Regions from separate parts of the Mus musculus genome. Here all the other regions are linked to region 1. A link is a contact called in public Hi-C, HiChIP or PLAC-seq and promoter capture Hi-C data. All regions are on one chromosome and are shown on one strand. The core of a region is the stretch at or near the end of the contact, and the rest is flanking DNA. Distances in the headings are between cores, read along the strand shown.

Region 1 (2,700 bases), core at 196-2,695:
TAAGTCACACCAATAAAATTCATAGGTTTACCAAGTTGGATTTTGGTAGAGTTTTGGTCTGCAGTTGGCTCCCTGTCTGAGGTGAGTAGATGTTTGCTCTCCCCAGGCATAGTCATATAACAACAACACACAAGAGTTTACAAGCTGGGTATGATGGCGCACGCCTTTAATCCCAGCACTTGGGAGGCAGAGCCAGGCAGATTTCTGAGTTCGAGGCCAGCCTGGTCTACAGAGTGAGTTCCAGGACAGCCAGAGCTACACAGAGAAACCCTGTCTTGAAAAAAACAAACAAACAAACAAAAAAACAAAAACAAACAAAAAAAAAAACAAACACAGTTTACTGTATTTTTAAGGTTTTAGTTTTTGTCATTTAAAATTCTATTTTTACTATGGAATGCTTCACAGATCTGTGTGTCATCCTTGTGCCAGGCCCATGCTGATCTCTGTATTGTTTCAATTTTAGTATGTATGCTACCGGAATGAGTACCATTTTTAGTTTTTAAATTTATTTATTCAATTGATTTTTATGTGTGGATGCCTGTTGTATGTATACCATGGGTAGGTGCCCATGGACACTAGCAGAGAGTATACTCAGCTAAGAGCTCTTGCTGCTTCTGTAGAGGACCAGAGTTCAGTTCCCAGCCCCACATGGTTGCTCGCAACTGTCTGTAATTCGTTTCAGGGAATCCATGCCAAGGCATTAGACATACATGTGGCACACATACAAACATGGAGGCACACACATAAATTTTTCAAAAATAAATTGGAAATGATACCACTCTTAAGCATTCATGTGCCTTTAAACTAAAAGCAATTTGCCGAAAATGAACAATTTTCCCCTTTCAACCTCTCCAGATACAGCAAGACTGCCGGTAGAAAGATTTTAATCACAGAGGCCCTGGGCACTCTGGATTTCACAGACCCCAGGCTAGGCCCCAAATTCAAGAGCAGACCTAACTGTTCCAAGATACCACGCCCACGCCACTAAATAGTCTGCAACCTCTTCCATTTCATTCTTTCTGGGGTTCTGGGTCAAGTGGCCTCAGTGAAAATTCTACCCTATATGACCCCTCACTCTAGCCTCGCCTGCTCCTCCCCTGGGTTCTCAGTACAGACAGAGCCCCTACCCACCCACCGCGAGACCCCGCCCACGAGCCTCTGGTCCCGCCCTCAACCAGAGATGACCAATGAGTTGTCCTTCTCGTGTTGAGGCTCAGGGTTCCGCCCTCCAGCAAGCAGCCCGCCCCAAAGGTGTGTTAACCAATGCCTGTTCCTTTCCCGCTCTAGGGGCTCCACCCCTTCAGGCCCCGCCCCTCAGGGTACCTCCCTCTGGGGCGTGGTCGGCGCCGCGCCTCCGCCGCGCGCGCGGAGCCTGATGCCGCCCCCCTCCGCCGGTCCCTCCTCCGGCAGCCTGGCGCCTCCCTCCCTCCCGGCCGCGGTGACTCACGGAGAGGCGGAGGCTGAGGCGGCCGCTCCTGGTGCTGCTGCCGCCGCCGCGGCTGCTTCTCCGGCTGAGCGCGCCCCGGAACAGGCCGCCGCGCTCCGGACCCGCAGCCCCCGGCGCCGCGCGTTCGGGCGGCCCAGGTAAGCGCGAGGCCGGGCCGCGACCGCAGCATGGGGGCCGGCGCTGCGCCGGGACGCGGGGGAGCCGCCGGCCCTTTGTCTCCCGGGGAGGGGCCGCGGAAGGCACCTTCGACCCCGCAGAGACCCACCGGGCCGGCTCCGCTGGCGCGGCGCCCTGGGCCTGGACCCGTCGTCCCCACCACACCCGGCGCTGCTACCTCCCGCCGCAGACCACCCTGCTGCCTTCCTCCCTTTCTCTTGGGGGTCTCCTCCACAGGTGTCCCAGTTGCTCACCCCTCTGGGCCCGCGTGCTTGTCATCGTCTGTCCACCCTCCTGGTCCCATTGCCCTGTCTCTTCCTCACCTTACCGCACCTCTTTCCCAGCATCCTGACTCTCCATGTTTCCCTTCCTAGATGCTGCCAAGGTCTGTCTGTCCGCCCAGCTGCCCTTCCTCCCTTTCTAGTTTAAATGCACCGTCCGCTCCCCTGATTCCACCTCTCCTTGGTGTTTTTGGAAGGTACATGTGAGAGACACATGTCTCACCTTCGCAGGGCACTTGGGAACGTGAGCCTGCAGATTAACCACTCGGACCTCCAAATTGCATGTATCCCCTCCTTTTTGCCACCCCTATCAAGGTTGCACTTCCCTTTTCCGTGAGCCTGGAGCTCTGGACACTTTACCTGCAGAGGCCCTGCAGCCTTTGCATGCTTCTGTGTATGGAACTTGACTTAGGAGTAACTCTGCCGGTTAGCTCATGGGAAGGCCCAAGGGGATCAAGAGTTTTATGAATAATGAGACGTGCGGCTTGCAGCACTTTCTATCTGAGGATCTAACTATGCTCTAGCTGTTAATTATTCTGTCTCCTGTCACTTACAGATCCAAAGGAAGTGTGCCTAGATAACTGCTGGGTAAACTGAGGCACAGAGTATGTTGCTGTGGGATCTGGAGGCAAGTCAGTTTGTCTTGAGATTTAGTTCTCAAGTGGCTTCTGGCTTCTTGGCTTCTGGCTCGCTCCTACCACCACCAGGCTCTTGTTCCTGGCTGGAAACCCTGTGATAACTGATCTCTGCTGCCATGAAGGTGTCTGGAGACGCCAGCACTTCCTTGGATTCAAAGCAGGACTTTGAATCACAAAT
Region 2 (2,700 bases), core at 101-2,600, 300 kb before region 1:
AAGGACTGAATGGAAGTACGCGTGGGGGGAGGGGCTTACTCTGGCGCTCAGCTTGGCGTCAAACAACACAATCCGCTACGCCTGTCTAAACTGCTCGTCGCTTCTACCAAGTCAATCCAAGAGTTATTTATGTTACCCACCAGTTTCCCCGATACAGCAATATCCCCCACTGAAGTGACACTTGAGTGCTGGGGAGGGGGGTAAAGCTAACAGAAAGGAAGCTAATGGCAGCCTCCCCAAGCTGAACAAGCATACCCCCACCTACATATGCGACTGAAGTGTCACCTGCATCAAGAAGCTAGCTTGCCTTTTTTCTTTTTCTTTCTTTTGTTTTTTTTTTTTTTAAATGTGCATTGGTGTTTTGCCTGCATATGTGTCTGTGTGAGGGAGTCAGATCTCCTGGAATTGGAGTTACACAGTTGTGAGCTGCCATGTGGATGCTGGGAATTGAACCTGAGTCTTCTGTAAGAGCAGCCAGTACTCTTAACTGCTGAGTCATCACTCCAACCCTTAGCCTGCTTTTTCTTTTCTTTCTTTTTTTTTTTGTTTGTTTTGTTTTGTTTGAGACAGGGTTTCTCTGTGTAGCCCTGGCTGTCCTGGAACTCACTCTGTAGACCAGGCTGGCCTGGAACTCAGAAATCCACCTGCCTCTGCCTCCCGAGTGCTGGGATTAAAGGCGTGCACTACCATGCCCGGCTTTGATCATCTTTTTCTAACTCACCTGCAATGGCCTGCACAGCCACACGAAGAAATCCCCGGACTTCCCCCTTCTCACTGACAATGGCCACCCTGTGAATCAGGGGCACCGGATACAGCAGGTTGCTCAAGTACACAAATGCCCTGTAGACAGAACCCAGAGACAAGCATCAGCAAATCTGAGGAGGAGGCGGAGGGCTTTCTGCCTCCCCAAACTCAACTGGCTTCTGGGCCTTTTAAGGTCACCTCTGAATTCTGATCTCTTGAATTGCTTCCAGGTGTGTTTTCAATACATAATCAATACAAAAGCTAGTGCAAAAAGCATGGCAGAGCAGCTGACAAAGACCAAATCACTCTACAAAAAGCTGCCCCACTGGAAGAAGAGTGACGAGTAAAGTGAAGGCTCGCGTGCTGTGGGCACCGCCCAGGACAGGGGAGCCCACTGAAGAGCTTACTCTTCAGAAGTGAAGATGCGCCAAGAGATCTGGCGCACACACAACAGAAACCAGGAGGTGAGGGCAGGGAAGTGTGAGTGAAGTGGTTACTAGCACTAAAATGGACTTTACATCCCAGCACTATGAGTCTTGTTTGACTTAAAGGACTATTAAAGGTGAGAACCAGCCACGAAGGCAGAAAGCCTGTGTGGCCAGATGTGTCTGTGAAGTGAGTTTGCTGGAGACTGAACGGGAATTAAGATAAATCCTAAGATGACTCAGCTGGCCCTGTAGAGTTGGCCTTTGATCCTCAAACCAAAATCATAAACAAAAGGGAATTGACAGGTCTCTCCTGCCTCCTTTTATTTCCTTCTCTGGGGCCCTAGGGGGAGAGACTTGGAGTCTCACACTTAGCTATATAAGTCCTCAACACTCAGCTACAAACCCAGCCCTTCTAATGAGACAGGGTCTCACTAAATTACTCAGGCTGGCTTTGAGTTCACTCCGTGGCTTAGGCAAGCTTTAAATTCTCAATCCTTCTGTCTTAGCTTTCCTACTAACTGAGATTACAGGCCTGAGATACCAGACCTGGCTGACACTTGATATATTTCTAACAAACTAGACAAGTCCTACCATGTTTGTGCTTTTAAAAGGTTCATTAATTTGTAGAAATTCTTTTTTTTTTAATTTAATATGCTCTTACTCAACTGTATATACATGTGTGCGTGCATGTGTCTGCTTCTGTGTGTGTGTGTGTGTGTGTGTGCCCGCGCATATGCACGCGCGTGTGTTTTGCAGGTGAGGGGATAATGTGCACACAGAGCGTGGAGGATGGAAAACAGCCGTGGAAAGGTCTGTACTTTCTTTCTACCATGTGAGTCACATGCACCAAAGCCAGGTGGTTGACATGGTAGGAAATGACGTCAAAACTGAGCTCTCTCATCTGCCTTATTCATGTGTTTTAAAGCAGTTAGAACTAAGTAGTCACAGATCTTAAGTGCTCTTGTTTCAATGGTAGAAAAGTGGAATTTAATTCCTACTGTTCCCCTGGTTTCTCACTTGGTATATGCTGATTTTTGTACATTAAAAAAAAAAAAAGACAAAGAGAAAATACCACACCAGGAAATTTAACATATCTAACCCAGACACACAGCTGTTTGCTGCATTCCTGTCCTAACATGTATTTATGTTACAAGGAGAGAAGAATGAAGGAGTAAAAGCCTGGGATTTCAACTCAAAACAACAAAAGCAATTACAAAATGGGTAAAACGCATCACAGTAATAACATTTAGGAACACAAATGAAGTATGAATGATAAGCGAACAAAAATAGCTGCAAATGAACAGGAAATAGTATCATGGTGTGCAATTCCCTTTCAGTCTGCTCCAAAGCAAGGGAGGGAATGGTAACACAGAGGGTTAAACTTCGGTTCAACAGAAACTTATGCATGAACATGTAATCTAGAGAGGATTACAAGCAGGGTCAAACACCACTACTGTGACTGAGTTTAAAAAACTAAGAATTAGGCATATGGAACCAAATGGCTGATTTCACTTCCAAAGTCAACACA
Region 3 (2,700 bases), core at 37-2,536, 370 kb before region 1:
GCAAGGAATTTGAGGACATCCTCCTCCTTCATCTGCAGGACGTCAAGGGCTCCGGACATTGTGTAAGTTTCCCTTTAAGTTACGATGGGAATCAAGAACAACGCCGTATAGACCCGTCCCCGGGTAGCGCAGAAAGCCTATAATAACTTTTAAAAGCAAAGCTATGGTTGCCATTTCTTGGTACAGGCAGTACAGTACAGTAACCATTTGTAGTTAAGGTTTCAGGTGGGGCATAGAGCACTCCTTGAGAAACAGATTAAATGGTAAACAGGAATGAACCTCAGTTGCCTTTACTATAAAATGTCTTTTAAGCCCAAGATGGAGGCAGGCTGGTTTATCATCTACAAAGACAGAGCTTTTCTAAAAGAACAGGGAAGCCTGAAACACCCGAGTTAGGCTCTGCCAGCGCCAGAAAGAGGAAGACAGAAGAGAAGAGAACAATTCTGAGGGAGGAGTCAAGAAGGGGACAGAGGGCAGGACACCCTGGCAGCAGTAAGAGTGGCGCTAGGGAGCAGGAATCCCGGCCAGGAAAAGCCTTAAGGTGAACTTGCCTCCATAGGAGTGTCCCCTGGCAGGTCCCTGAGCTGTCCCACTGTGTCAGCCCTAAGAGAGGAGACAAGGGTCTGTCTCCACCTAGAGCTAGACTCCATTCTCCACAGCAGCAGGACCCCAGATCATTAAGTTTGATCATCCATGTTTTAAGCCTCTGGAGGTCTTCTCTTTTTTTGTTTTTTTGTTTTGTTTTGTTTTGTTTTGTTTTGTTTTTTCGAGACAGGGTTTCTCTGTATAGCTCTGGCTGTCCTGGAACTCACTCTGTAGACCAGGCTGGCCTCGAACTCAGAAATTCGCCTGCCTCTGCCTCCCGAGTGCTGGGATTAAAGGCGTGCACCACCACCACCCGGCACCTCCGGAGGGCTTAATCACTCCAGTCTCCCCATTACCTCAGCAGCGTCTCCCTATGAAAATCATCTACATTGCCAGGATGGTGGTGAACACCTTAGGCTGAGGCAGGGAGATAGTGAGCTCAAAGCCAGCTCTGGCTACCTGAGCAAAATGGTCTCAGAAAGACAAAATCAGTGACTATCACCTCTCAGCCAGTCCCACTCTGTGTCCCCTACATGCTATCTCGTGTTGAAGCGGTCAATTCCCAGGGCTAGTGAACATTACTGTGATGACCTGTGGAAATTGAGAGTATAAAACTCTGAAGCAGCTTATTGCAGGATGCTGGCCCACTTTCCAACTGATGGCCCAGGATCCCAGAATGGCCACTAGGTGTCACCATTGTTCCACTGTGATCAAAGTTGGGGCTGCCCGGTATTTGTAGTTAGCAGAGAGTGCTGGCTTTGTTCCCTCATGATCCTAGGCGCTGGCTTTCTGTCTCATCTGCCTATGTGAGGCCCACTTCACAAGGAGAAATAGCTACAGGGACAAAAGAGTTCTTCACAGGATTAAACTGCTTGCAAGTGGGTAGAGGCCAGATTTGCTCCTGAAGAGCCAAGCTCTTATGTCCACCTTCATAACCTCTGCTCACTTCCCAGCATCCTTAGCACACGTAAGACACTAAAGACTTCCTGAGCCCCTTTTAGCTGCATTAACAGGAAACCGCAAATATCAGCTCAATTAAACCTCTTTTTTTTTTTTTAATTGGTTTTCCCGTACACTGAACTGGAAAGTACGGATTTGAAAAGCAGTCTCCATTAACAAATAGCAAGTCAGGATTTCCTGCTTGTCTCTCTCACCACTGGGGAAATGGCACCTAGCACATAGTAGGTGTACACTTCTTGTGACAAACGACTGAGAGGCATTTATGTACAAATATCTGGTTTGTACATAAGGAGAGGGCCGTCTCATTGTCCGGCCCCTGGCATCAGATTGCCGGGATTCAGGCTCCTGCTATGTTGGTTGGACAGCTTAACCTCTTCTGACCCATCTGACAGTCTGAGATGATGAGACCGCTGAGTTCAGAGAGAGCAAGAGGACTAACCAGTCACTCAACATGTGGAGCACTTAGGCCTGACACACACTGTCTTACATATGTGACCTCAGGAAATCCCAGATGAGGCACACATTCCCCATCTCAGCCACATATCCAAGTTTCCTCTCTGGGAGAGGTGTGTTTGGCAAGTGGTATTTTCTTTCTCTTTCCTTTCTTCCCTTCTTTTTCTGAAACAGGGTTACTCTGTGGTCCAGGATAGACCCAAACTGGGGGATCCACCTGCCTCTGCTTCCCCAGGGCTGGGATTAAAGGGTTTACCACTGCTACCTTGCTGGCCGGTGGGATTTTCTGAAGATTGCAGAATGTGTGCTATTGACAGGCACTTCTGGTCTGAGATTGTCCAGTTATCACCTCTCTCTCTCTCTCTCTCTCTCTCTCTCTCTCTCTCTCTCTCTCTCTCCCTCTCCTCCCTCTCCTCCCCCCTCTCTGTTTTTGTTTTTGTTTTTATTTGGCTTGGTTGGTTTTTTGAGACAATGTTGTCTCCTGCACCTCAAACTGGCTATATAGCTCAGGGTGATCTTAAACTTTGGGTTTTTTTTTTTTTTTTTTTTTTTGGGTGTTTTTGAGACAGGGTTTCTCTGTGTAGCCCTGGCTGTCCTGGAACTCACTCTGTAGACCAGGCTGGCCTCGAACTCAGAAATCCTCCTGCCTCTGCCTCCCGGGTGCTGGGATTAAAGGCGTGCGCCACCACGCCCGGCAAACTT
Region 4 (2,700 bases), core at 51-2,550, 440 kb after region 1:
CTAACTAAAGTGTTTAATTAACTATTACTCACTCAGGAAGCAGCTTCTGCCAGCTCACCACCACACTGTACAGCTTGAGTTCAGAGAAAAAGAGAGAGGAGCCTGAGCCCCGCTCAGCTGGCAGGAGCTTCCCTGGAAAGGTGCCAGCCAGCACTCCAGCAATACCCCACTTACCAAAACCAACCAAGCAAGGGGAGTTATACTCCACAACCTTCCAGAGCCAATGGCCAGCCCCACTACTGTTCACAGACAGGCAAGAACATTTAGGAAACACACATATTCACAACGATACACAACAACAGACACGAACAGAAACTCACAAGGTCACACTCTCATTCGCAAAAGCACACACAACTTCCTGGCTGGCAAACATCTTCACAGGCACCATTTGTGAACATTCAGTCTTTGCCATGGCACATCCTTAAACTTGGAGATTAGCAAGTCCTCGCACACTCGTCAGGCGCGGGACAACTCATCCTCTGCTCTACCATCCGATTCAGGCTGCTCTTGTTTCTCTGTTTCCATCGATTTCCTGACATAACCTCGGTTGCCCGGAGAAGCATCGGCGGCTCCGGGGTGGCTGGCGCCGCGCGCAGTGTCACCAGGCAGTCTCCCAGAGAGAGGCGCTACGGGGGCCGGATCGGGAAGGGGGACTAGGGCCGCTACAAATCAGAGCCCGGACTGGCGGGAAAAGCGAAACTAACTTAACTCAGCAGGGTCGCGATGCATGGGGCAGAAGGGGTCCCCTCGACTTTGGCGATGGGAGTCCCCCTCAACAATCAGAACCCTAAGGCGCCCTGGGACTAAGGAGAGCCCCAGGCCTCTTTCTCGGTTTGCAGCCTAGGCTCATCTTAGGGAGCGACTGTCCCCGCTCCACTGAGGTCCCCACCCAATGCCGCCCCCGCAGGTGGGACCCCAGAGCCTCCGCAGCAGAAGCGGCAGCGCACTGGGCGGCGCCCGGCCCCTCTCCGGGGACCCAAGATCGATCATGGCTCCACGCCGGGTGCCCACCCTATGCCCACGCTCTGCCCCGCGCCCACCCTCTCAGTTCTCTCAGCGTGGTGGTCCCCGTGTCTCCCCCATCCCCGGATCCCAGAGCCCGAACGCGCGCCCACCCAACCGGTCTTCGGTGTCCCATGCCGCCTACCGCGCACAGAGAGGCCGCAGCTCTTGGAGCTCCGGAGGCTCGCGGTGCCCAGGGCCGCGCCCGCTGCAGAGAGCGAAGTCGCTTCCTCCCCGTGGCCCCGGCGCCAGCGCCTGGAGCTGGTTCCTGCAGCAAGCGCGCGGGCCGCTCGAGCGCGACTCCTGCGCTGAGAAGAAAAAGCCACCGACAGCTCTAAGGTGGGAGGGCGGAGAAAAAAGAAGGACGCGCCGTGGGCGGGGCTTGTACGCTCCACCCCGCCTCCATTTGCCCTGCCACGCCCCATGTCACGCTCCTTCACCACGCCCCGCCTCAGGTCACGCCCTTTTTATCGCAACCCTCCCTTCTGCCTGGCGCTCCTCACAGCCCTCCCCTCCGCACTTTCCCGCTTAGCCCCGCCCTACACCACGCCCCTTCTCCTGCCACGCCCCTCTACTTTCCGACCCAGCGCTGGGTTTCCTAGCGTTGAGCGGCGCTGGTCGCCCGAGAGCCCGGAGCGCGCAGGGCTCTGAGGCAGGGCAGGCTTGGGGCTTTGCGAACTCTGTAGCCCCCGATACCACCTTCTTGCAGAAGGGCTGTAGGCTCAGACATACATCGCTCTGCCTTGGCCTCTGCAGCAAGAGCTTTGATTCCTCTGGAGAAGTTTTTAGGAAAGGCTGGACCTAAGGCCAGGATCATAATAACAGAAAACCTGCGCGGGGGCTGCGGTGGTGTCCAGCACTGTATTGAGGAGCTGAGGTTCATTCTTTAGGGAAAAAATGTTTGGCAGGGTGAGGTTATAGCAGTAATCACAGGAGCAAGATCTTGCTTAACTCGTTTGAAACTCCGGGTTAAGGTTCTGTAATGCTGTCGTGCAAAGGAACTGTCTATGAGTCCATGTGTAATCCGGCTGCTCTATACTTACTGTTTCCGCGCTCATGGAGACAGACAGGCAACTCAGAACTTCAAGACCCCGAGGTCCTGGTCGCATAGGCGTCCACAGTACCTAGACAATGAGTTTAGGATGGCACAAGCGACAGGGACTTCACATTAAAAGTACACCGTTAGAAGCTCTAGTCTGAAAGGGATTTTCCTTTCCCGTCATTACAGAAGAGAGTAGTCACAGGTGACTGAGGGAATTTTCACTCCCATCTTCGCGATATCCCCTTAAGATCTTCCCACTCCTCACCCATACGTGGGGAGGGATGCTAGAGAAGTTGCTATAAATACTGTGGCCGCTGAAGTTATTTAATCACTCACTGTAAAGACCCGAAGGGCCGGAGGCTACTGTGTAGATTCCAACCACCTCACTGTTGCCAATTTTGTTTGAAAACACAGAAGCTTCCAGACTGCTATGGACAAGGTGGGTCTGCGTGGGGAAAGCGGCCTCTCCGGGGCGCTATTGGCTCTTCGAGCAGGCAGCCTTGCCGGTGACTCAGGGGGGTGACTCCCTCCTGTTGGACTCTTCAAAGTCTGGGAATTTGAAGCATTCCCTGTGAGCACGGCAGCCACTGACCCATATAGCTTGGAAAGAGAGCATGTTCCATATGTTGAGCGAGAAGTACGTGTCCCTTATCAGG
Region 5 (2,700 bases), core at 144-2,643, 480 kb after region 1:
CCCTGATCCCCAGAGTGAGACCAGGACAGCCAGGGATACAGAGAGAAATCCTGTCTGGAAAACCAAAACAACAGCTACAACAACAACAGAAGAGGGTGGAAGACAGTTTCCTGTATAACAAATTTTATTCATACCAACAGCTGGAACAGGACATGGTAACCCAAGCCCACAGTCTCAGTCTTTAGGAGTCAGGAGGATTGTGAGTTCAAGGTTAGCCTGGGCTACTTAGCAACCCCATGTCAAAAGAAAGAAAAGCAGAAGGGGTGGGGAGTAGGGTGGAGGCTGGAGAGATGACTCGGCACTTTAGAGGACCCAGTCCCAGCAGCCACACGGTGGCTCGGAACCATCCCTAACGGCAGTTCCAGGGGACCCTACACTAAGTATACACATGGTGCGCGTACAGACATGGGGACACACGAGATAAAACAGGCGGTGGGAGTCAGCAAGCAGGAGGGCACGCGGGCTTGCTCTGGGCAAGAATGCATTACTCTGACAGGCCGTCCTGGGAGAGACTCGCCCTTTAGACAGAGGCCCTGCTAACATTCCAGAAGGGGAAAGACTGATCTGGCCAGCCATGGTGAACAGGGGCAGAGTCCAGCTCCATCTTCCTGTCACCCTCACTGGAAAGAGGCACATGGCCAGCCATCCCAAAGCTGTCCCTGCCCAGTCCAGCAGCACCAAGAGGCAGGGCTGGTGCGGGCTAGTTACAGTCTCTATGCCCACAGACATGGGTGGGAGGGTGAGTGAGAGAGATCAGGAGCCACTACCTACCTCCCCTTCCCTACTCTACCCCCTCAGATACCATTGACAAAGCTGCTTCCCATGGATGGGGCAAGAAGAGGGGTGCCTCTAATCACAGCCCCAGAATCTGGACTTTTAAAAAGAAATTGGGGGGCTGGAGAGATGGCTCTGTGGTTAAGAGCACTGGCTGCTCTTCCAGAGGACCCGGGGTTCAATTCTGAGCATCCACACGGCAGTTCACAACTGTCTGTAACTCCAGTTCCAGGGGATCGGACACCCTCACACAGACACATATGCAGGCAAAACACCAATGCACAAAAAATAAAAATAAATACTAATTTTAAAAGGATTGGAAAAGAAACAAGAATTCAGATGAAAGAACATTTAGAAAATCATCCTTATCAGCCAAGCGTCCCCTCCAGTTCCGGGGCTCCGACGCCAAACTTACCAGTGCAGGCAAAGAACACAACCTGGTGTCAGTCAACCCTGGTCTGCATTTGGTCCCCTCATGGCCAATCTGGGGACCAGCACTTCCAGATGAAGCTCTCCTCTAAGTCCAAAGAGCCCTTTCTCCGGCCTCCTCTAAAGATAACTGGGAGCCCGGAGGAGCACTCAAAGCCCCTTTGAACCTTTTTGCAATGTTTTGATTGCAAAATTTCCGGTATTTTTCCCAGCTGGTTGTTAAACACAGCCATTAATAAAGTGAAATTACATAAATGAATAACCAACCAAATTCCATTAAGAACAAAGGTCAATAGACACTCAAAACTTATGTTTCCTGATCACGGGATCACTTTTTGCTGTCATGTATGCTCTTGATAATGGCTCATTAGGGGGACATCTATAACCCAGATATTGGCAAAGATCATAAATCAAGTTCCCCGGCCCCACCTCCCACATAGCAGCTGCTCAGCACTGGCCAGCCAGTTGCTATCGTGTGGCCAAACCGGTATTTCCTGGCTGCACTTTCCCACCTCACTCCAGAGTGGTCAATCAACTCATACTCAGATCAGAGCTCTGATCACATTAGTTGAATGCTGACTGGGTTTAGGCACATCTAAATCCAACTGGTTTATTAACCACAATTTAAATTACTCCCTCCTTGCCCTCCCCACATCTCCCCTCCCTGTCTCCCCTTCCCTTCAGGTTTGTGGTTCTTTGTTTTTGAGACAAGGCATCTCTATGTAGCCCAGGCTGGCCTCAGGCCTGGTATGCTCCAGCCCTGTCCTCCTTGGCACTGGGATTTCTGGCATGGCCTACCACATCTCTCAACTTGCTTCAAATGCTGTCTCCACCAGTCCCAGTAAACACAACATACTCAGATCATAAACCTTAGCGGTGTCTGGTCTGTTGGCAGATACAGGTGTCCACCTTCAAACCCTATTTGGGGGCAGCTCGGGTGTCTGCCACCAATCCTGATGACCTGAGTTCCCGCCACAGGAACCGCAGGGTAGAAGATGAGATCCAGCTGCACAGCCTGTCCTCTGAGCTCCACATGTGCACACACACACACACACACACACACACACACACACACGTACACACACACACACACACACACACACACACACGTGCACACAAACACAACAAAGCTCACACAGGTTTGGAGCACAGTGTCTCTCACTGCCTCTGTCTGTCCTGCCATCTCCTCTGTCTGGATTACTGCAGAACGCCCCCCCCCCCCCATAGCTTCCTATGGCCCCTGCAGAGCTGAGCCTAGCACAGGGGCCAGAGTGACCCTCACTGTTGGTAAGAAAGAGTCTACACAATCTAGCATCTTACCATCATCTCTTTGACCTCCTGTACTATTCTGGCCATCCTCCTGCCTCGGGGCCTTTGTTCTGGCTCTTCTCTCTGAGCTGCGTTCCCCCACAGGTACTCACATGGCACCTTAGCTCACCAGCTTCAGCAAGACCGCTTGCTCAGTCTGGCTTTCTCAGACCACTCCACAAAATACTA
Region 6 (2,700 bases), core at 177-2,676, 440 kb before region 1:
GCTGGGGACAGAGGTGACATGAGTAACAGCACCACTCCCCTGGAGACGTCTGGGAGGTACTTGGGTCCTCTGGGCCCATCTGCAGCCAGATCTATCTCGCCCTCTGCCTAGAAAGCCTTAGAACCTGCTAGAACCTGGCCCTGTTCACCGCAGCCAAGGGCTTCACGCCACCCTCTCCAGCTCGGCCGGGGAAGAGTGAAGAAAGCAGGAGACTGCCCGGGCTACGGAAACAAAGCCTGGGCAGATCGCCCCACGCTCACCGCTACCACCACTCCAAGTCAGGAAAGTCTTGGCAACGTTAAACCCAATGCTGGCGCGCCCCTAAAACTGAGCTGGTTTGCACAGAACCGGTCTTACTACCCAGCCCACAGGACTGACATCAAGTCCTGAAATGCCAAACAGTGAAAACAGGGCAGGCAGGCAGGCAGGCAGGGACTCTGGTTCAGACCACTCTGCAAACAGAGTTCCTTAGCTGAGAGCAGTGGTGTTTGTCCTCTACCTGCTGCGCTTGTGAAGCTGTGCCCGGAGAACTGTTGTGAGCAGGAAGCCAGCCTAGGCCACATAGTGAGTGCAAGGACAAACTGAGCTCCAGAGGGTGGCCCTCCTTGTTTAGAAAGAGAAAAGGTCCTTCAACCCTCAGTAGGTTTCTTTCCTATCAAGAATCTACAATACCATGGGTGCCACCCATCACAGACAGAACCACAGACCAAGCAACCCCAGAACCCTTCCTCTTACCTGGTCCTTAAAGGGCACCTCACCCCACCCCACCCCGGGTGCTTCACTGAGAAGCAAAGACTAGCTACTTCAGGTTTCTGACAGTGTGAAGCTGACAAGCAGCAACCTTGCTGTCACCTAGTCCTACTAGCAGCAGCAAACAAAGTGCCATGTGACTGTAGAGATGGGTGCTCCAAGAGGTCTTGTCACTCCCTCCTGATAAGCAGAAGTCACAAGCCAGAGGTCAGGGGCAAGGGTCACCAGGTCCTGCCTCCAAGCATGCAGGCCGCTGATTCGAGGCGCAGCCATAGGCTCCTCCAGGTCTTTCATACTTACCAGTGGCTCTCGGGGCACCACATTTTCACTTCCTGGAGGAGAGCTTGGCTGCAAAGAAAAACAGAAACAAAAGTAAGATCACAGTGCCACCTCATGGACATCAGAAAAACAGGCAGTGCACCCAGGTCGGTTCTGTTCTCCACGGGCTCCTGCAGCAGGAGCTGCGAGTCTCAGTCTGCAGACTGTTTCTGGGTTCACAGCCATAGCCCCTCATGAACAGGGCTGGTTTTTTCTCAGGAGGACCAAGGATCAGATGCAATCAGGAAGGATGTGGACCATGACAAAAAAGGCCAGAAAAAGGCCTAAGAATGGTCTACATGCTTTTCTACCACTGTCACAGATAGACTGAACTACAGAGAGAGCAAAAGTGTAGAACAAAAGGCAGCCACAGGGGGGCATCGGCAACCCACACTAAGGGGTTTTCTCTCATTGCAGCCAAGTGCCACTTTCTTTGGATTGTTTCGCTTCTGTGACAGTGTCTCCATGTAGCCCAAGCTGGCCTCCAACTCACCGTATCACTAAGTGTAACCTTAAAGCCCTGGTCCTCTTGTCTCAGCTTCCCCAGCGCTGGGATCAAAGAAATGCACCCCACCACTACTGCCCCCAGCCTACGGCACTGGCTACAGCACTGCCCATCACTAACAACCTGCTCTGGGTTAAGAAATAATCTGGTGTCAGGCTGAGAAATAAACAGAGCAGCCTATGAGCAAGCAATAGCACTGTGACCTGCCGGCCAGGCTCCCATCTGTTTCCTTCTGGGCCACAGCCTTTCTCATACCTTCAACCCTATACTGAACTAGCTAAAATTCAGAGCAAGAATAGGGTGCTAAAGCAAGACACAAATCTCCAGAAGGATGAGACAAGCGGCCGGCCTGAGTTGTGGTTAGTTTTTTACTGTTACTGACATTAAAGTCAATTTTCTACAGACAACACCCGGACAAGGGCAGCTAATGTGTATCCCAGGAGCCGGCCACCATTCTGCCTCCCAGCTAGTTCAGATGGCCTGTGCCAGCCTCCTATGAAGAGGGCAGAAGCTGAGAGAGGAAAGAGTCTAGAGAAGGTTCCTAAAGACCGCCTTACCGCACAGCTGCCTGCCACCACACACTTTATCCAGAGTTCTAGCCTATGAGCTCCACCACCCCAGAGCAGAAGGCCAGGCAGCTTGAAACTATAACTGGAGGTCAGTCCTCATACCTAGTGACCTTTCTCTCCCTGTGCCACCCTCCAGGCCTCCTTCCTGCCTCCCCTTAGATTTTCAAGTCTTAGCACAGACTGCCCTGACTGCCATGGATGCCTGCCCTCCAGTAACTGCTGGAAGGTCTTCAAGAGCTCCCTCCCTTACTCCCAAAGTACCCCTCATCTCCTCCTGCCCATCATCTCTCCTACGTAGCCATGGAGTCAACCCTCCACCTCTCTTTATCTCTGCTGCCATCACTTTGGTACAAGCTTCCAGCATCACTTGCCTGGACCACGGCAAATGCTTTCTAATCAGCTTACCTGGTCTCGTGCTGGCTCTCTTCCAATTCACTTTCCACAACACAAAACCCAAATCATTTGTAAAGGGCAACTCGATCATCTCCCTTACTTACTCATCCACGCCCATAAGCATCATCAATAGCTCCTTACTGTTCTCATAAGACAAGAACAAGT
Region 7 (2,700 bases), core at 149-2,648, 410 kb before region 1:
AGCAAGGGCTAAACAGAGAAACCTTGTCTTGAAAAACAAAACAAAACAAAAAATTAATTAATTTTGGTTTTTGAGACAGAATTTCTTTTTTTTTTAAGATTTATTTATTTATTATTATATGTAAGTACACTGTAGCTGTCTTCAGACACTCCAGAAGAGGGAGTCAGATCTCGCTACGGATGGTTGTGAGCCACCATGTGGTTGCTGGGATTTGAACTCTGGACCTTCGGAAGAACAGTCTGGTGCTCTTACCCACTGAGCCATCTCACCAGCCAGAGACGGAATTTCTTTGTGTAACTTTGGCTTGTTCTCCTTGGCCTTGAACTCAATGAGATACAACTGCCTCTGCCTCCCAAGAGCTAGGATTAAAGGTATTCACCAGCATGCTGGGTTACAAAAATAAAATTTTAAGAAACATAAGTAAACCAGCTCCTTTTAAAAACTTAATAATAATTTCATAGCAACCATTTGTGTGTGTGGGGGGGGTATGTGTTCACATGAGCATACATGCATGCATACAAATGTCAGGTTGTGTGATCAGAGAACAACTTTTGGAAATCTGTTTTCCTACCATGCTGGGCTCTGGGATCAAACTCAGGGTGTAAGGACTGGCAGCAAGCACCTTTACCCACTAAGCTATCTTGTCAGCTATTTAACTTAATGTAAAATGTTTACTTAATATTTCAACTTGCTTGTAAATCATATCCTTTAAACTTCAAAAGTCACAAAACCAGTCCTGAAAAACACACAAACACACACACACACAATTTTCTCTTTTATGTAGCTCTGGCTGTGTAGAAACTCACTATGTAGACCAGGCTGCCCTGGAACTCATAAAGATCCTTCTGCCTCCTGAGGATTAAAGGCCTGAGCCACAACACCCAGTTCAATGGCAACTCTTAAAACATGAATATGCATCTGGAGAGATGGCCCAGCAGTTAAGAGCACTGACTGCTCTTCCAAAGGTCCTGAGTTCAAATCCCAGCAATCACATGATGGCTCACAACCATCCGTAATGAGATCTGATGCCTTCTTCTGGTGTGTCTGAGGACAGCTACAGTGTACTTATGTATAAATAAATCTTTAAAAAGGAAAAAAAAAAAACATGAATATATGGCTGGCAATGTAGTGTAGAACTATGCTTACCATACATGAGACCCCGGGTTTTCCATCATACAGTCTTTTAGAGAAGAAAAGGAGGGGAAGGTAACAGGGTAGGGGAAAGAAAACAACAGAAAAAAAAGAAATCTCCAATCTGGACCACTTCCCTAAACTGAATCCCCCCCGCCCCTGGCTTTGAACCCAGAAACTACAATTCCCGTCGTGCCCTGGAACGCCCGTGATTAGCCGCCACTAGAACTACATCTCCCGGCGTGCCTTGGTCTCGCGTAACTTGCTGAGAGAACTACATCTCCCGTCAGGCAGCGGGAGGAAGGTTGTCAAAGCTTAGGGAAGGGGCTCTGGGCTACCTGGGATTTCCCAGAGTCGCCAGGTCCCCACTTTGAGGATGGAGCTGTCGCGGGGAGCCAGCGCCCCAGACCCGGACGATGTCCGGCCTCTCAAACCGTGTCTGCTACGCCGCAACCACAGCCGCGATCAGCACGGCGTGGCAGCCTCCAGTCTCGAGGAGCTGAGGAGCAAAGGTTGGCTGCTGAGGGGACCGGGCGGGGTCGGGAAGGTGACCCCAGAGCCTAGGGACTGCAGGGACCCACGTGGGTCCAGTGATTGACAGATTCCTGGCGTTTTTACTTACCTACACTGAGAGGAGCCGTGAAGGGGACGGGAAACTGTGCAGGTCCAGGTTCATTGACCTGATTTTGGACCAAACCGAGTCCAGCGTATTCTGTCCACTCTGGCTCACAGAGGCGGTACTGGGGCTCCCCGACGGGATGGGAATGGGAGTCCGCACTCAGTACCTATTCCATTAAAAGGGAGCTGTCAGTGCCTGCCCTTAGAGTCCAAGTAAGGAACGTGAGCCATGTTCTGATCCTGACTATACTTTGCATTTAACCATCTCTGGACCCTTAGTTTCCTCAGCCGTGTAGTGGGTGTATTTTCAACTTTGCTTCAAAGGATTCTTGGGACTCTCAAGTGAGATGGTCTGTTCAATGGTTACTTACAAGCGTTATTAGCCCGTAGCAACAAATGAGATACTCAAAGAAGTTCTGCAGGTCTTTCATGTCAGCTAGCTCCGGGCACGGATTCACCTGTGCCAGGGTGTGCATCGCTTCCGGAGAGCTAGCTACTGAGACCCAGGAGCAGGGTTTGATCTGGTGACAGGGGTTCTGTCACACCAAGGCTTGCATTTCACCCCAGCACAAGGTTAGTTCAGCTTAGTGCCACTTCAGTTGCATTGGCTGGGTGTCCTTGGCCCCAGAGACTTCTGTTCTCTGCAGCAGAGCCTATAGCAGACTGACTGGCAGTTCTATTTTGGGTGATGACAGCCTTATGGAAAGCCTCTTGCCTGGCAATAATATAAATGAAATGACACTGAGTAAAGCTTCTGCCAATACTGTAGTTTCCTTCAGTCTAGAAGAACTGCAAAAGAAGATAGCCACAGAGAGAATAAACCACCTACTTTTTGTTTTCTGACATTTGATGTGTAGAATTCAAGATTACCACCGAATAAATGAGCAAGGGACAGCATTACGCGTCCACTGTAATCAGACCAGCCTCTGGTTGGATGCTTATTTATGTAGA

Evidence for each region. Promoter capture Hi-C pulls out the DNA fragments that hold promoters and counts their contacts. Hi-C and Micro-C count contacts between places; a contact is called where the count stands out from the background. HiChIP or PLAC-seq counts read pairs in DNA pulled down with a chosen protein or histone mark.
Region 2: a promoter capture Hi-C map of pre-B cells shows a contact between it and region 1, with 2.5 times the contacts expected there. The contact joins the enhancer-like site here to the promoter of Ctnnbip1 in region 1. A contact is called at or near these places in 6 of 39 promoter capture datasets (the C10 cell line, cranial neural crest, embryonic stem cells and 2 more), 2 of 115 datasets of contacts at active chromatin or transcription factors (embryonic basal ganglia and microglia) and 4 of 9 other capture datasets (adipose tissue, embryonic stem cells, liver and 1 more).
Region 3: a contact with region 1 is called in a Hi-C map of bone marrow-derived macrophages, with 17 read pairs. The contact joins the enhancer-like site here to the promoter of Ctnnbip1 in region 1. A contact is called at or near these places in 3 of 39 promoter capture datasets (embryonic stem cells and stem cell-derived epiblast-like cells), 15 of 484 Hi-C or Micro-C datasets (the AML12 cell line, the CH12 cell line, bone marrow and 10 more), 10 of 115 datasets of contacts at active chromatin or transcription factors (the 230-238 cell line, T-cell acute lymphoblastic leukemia, craniofacial prominence and 7 more) and 5 of 9 other capture datasets (adipose tissue, embryonic stem cells, liver and 2 more).
Region 4: a contact with region 1 is called in a promoter capture Hi-C map of pre-B cells, with 2.2 times the contacts expected there. The contact joins the promoter of Spsb1 here to the promoter of Ctnnbip1 in region 1. A contact is called at or near these places in 1 of 39 promoter capture datasets (pre-B cells) and 1 of 115 datasets of contacts at active chromatin or transcription factors (microglia).
Region 5: a contact with region 1 is called in an H3K27ac HiChIP or PLAC-seq map of double positive thymocytes, with 5 times the contacts expected there. The contact joins the promoter of H6pd here to the promoter of Ctnnbip1 in region 1. A contact is called at or near these places in 3 of 115 datasets of contacts at active chromatin or transcription factors (double positive thymocytes, memory CD8 T cells and pancreatic cancer cells) and 1 of 9 other capture datasets (liver).
Region 6: a Hi-C map of B cells shows a contact between it and region 1, with 2.2 times the contacts expected there. The contact joins the enhancer-like site here to the promoter of Ctnnbip1 in region 1. A contact is called at or near these places in 1 of 39 promoter capture datasets (pre-B cells), 1 of 484 Hi-C or Micro-C datasets (B cells), 1 of 115 datasets of contacts at active chromatin or transcription factors (trophoblast stem cells) and 1 of 9 other capture datasets (embryonic stem cells).
Region 7: a promoter capture Hi-C map of pre-B cells shows a contact between it and region 1, with 4 times the contacts expected there. The contact joins the promoter of Dffa here to the promoter of Ctnnbip1 in region 1. A contact is called at or near these places in 11 of 39 promoter capture datasets (the C10 cell line, the SN4741 cell line, cranial neural crest and 7 more), 1 of 484 Hi-C or Micro-C datasets (muscle stem cells), 3 of 115 datasets of contacts at active chromatin or transcription factors (bone marrow-derived macrophages, extraembryonic endoderm stem cells and trophoblast stem cells) and 4 of 9 other capture datasets (adipose tissue, liver, macrophages and 1 more).

Annotation. Positions count from the first base shown.
Region 1 is chr4:149,516,796-149,519,495 of GRCm38.p6, forward strand. It overlaps Ctnnbip1 (catenin beta interacting protein 1), which reads left to right and starts at 1,446. Exons shown (of 5, transcript NM_023465.4): 1 at 1,446-1,584. It overlaps Gm24381 (a small nuclear RNA gene), which reads right to left and starts at 487; the gene lies at 384-487.
Region 2 is chr4:149,214,186-149,216,885 of GRCm38.p6, forward strand. It overlaps Kif1b (kinesin family member 1B), which reads right to left. Exons shown (of 49, transcript NM_001290995.1): 28 at 722-840. Among named protein-coding and RNA genes, the nearest start is that of Pgd, 49 kb to the left of the region's middle. Within about 2 kb of position 1,351, at least 35 of the 459 cell types and tissues checked have an H3K27ac peak or open chromatin away from gene starts, as enhancers often do.
Region 3 is chr4:149,143,330-149,146,029 of GRCm38.p6, forward strand. It overlaps the pseudogene Rpsa-ps12. Among named protein-coding and RNA genes, the nearest start is that of Cenps, 7.1 kb to the left of the region's middle. Within about 2 kb of position 1,287, at least 21 of the 459 cell types and tissues checked have an H3K27ac peak or open chromatin away from gene starts, as enhancers often do. A contact at or near this core is called in the CH12 cell line and bone marrow-derived macrophages, where this site is marked.
Region 4 is chr4:149,953,706-149,956,405 of GRCm38.p6, forward strand. Spsb1 (splA/ryanodine receptor domain and SOCS box containing 1) reads right to left here and starts at 1,301. Exons shown (of 3, transcript NM_029035.2): 1 at 1,148-1,301.
Region 5 is chr4:150,001,843-150,004,542 of GRCm38.p6, forward strand. H6pd (hexose-6-phosphate dehydrogenase (glucose 1-dehydrogenase)) reads right to left here and starts at 1,394. Exons shown (of 5, transcript NM_001291004.1): 1 at 1,190-1,394.
Region 6 is chr4:149,074,970-149,077,669 of GRCm38.p6, forward strand. It overlaps Pex14 (peroxisomal biogenesis factor 14), which reads right to left. Exons shown (of 9, transcript NM_019781.3): 2 at 1,051-1,098. Among named protein-coding and RNA genes, the nearest start is that of Gm46722, 22 kb to the right of the region's middle. Within about 2 kb of position 1,427, at least 72 of the 459 cell types and tissues checked have an H3K27ac peak or open chromatin away from gene starts, as enhancers often do. A contact at or near this core is called in B cells, where this site is marked.
Region 7 is chr4:149,102,744-149,105,443 of GRCm38.p6, forward strand. It overlaps Dffa (DNA fragmentation factor, alpha subunit), which reads left to right and starts at 1,399. Exons shown (of 6, transcript NM_001025296.2): 1 at 1,399-1,643. The coding sequence starts at 1,508.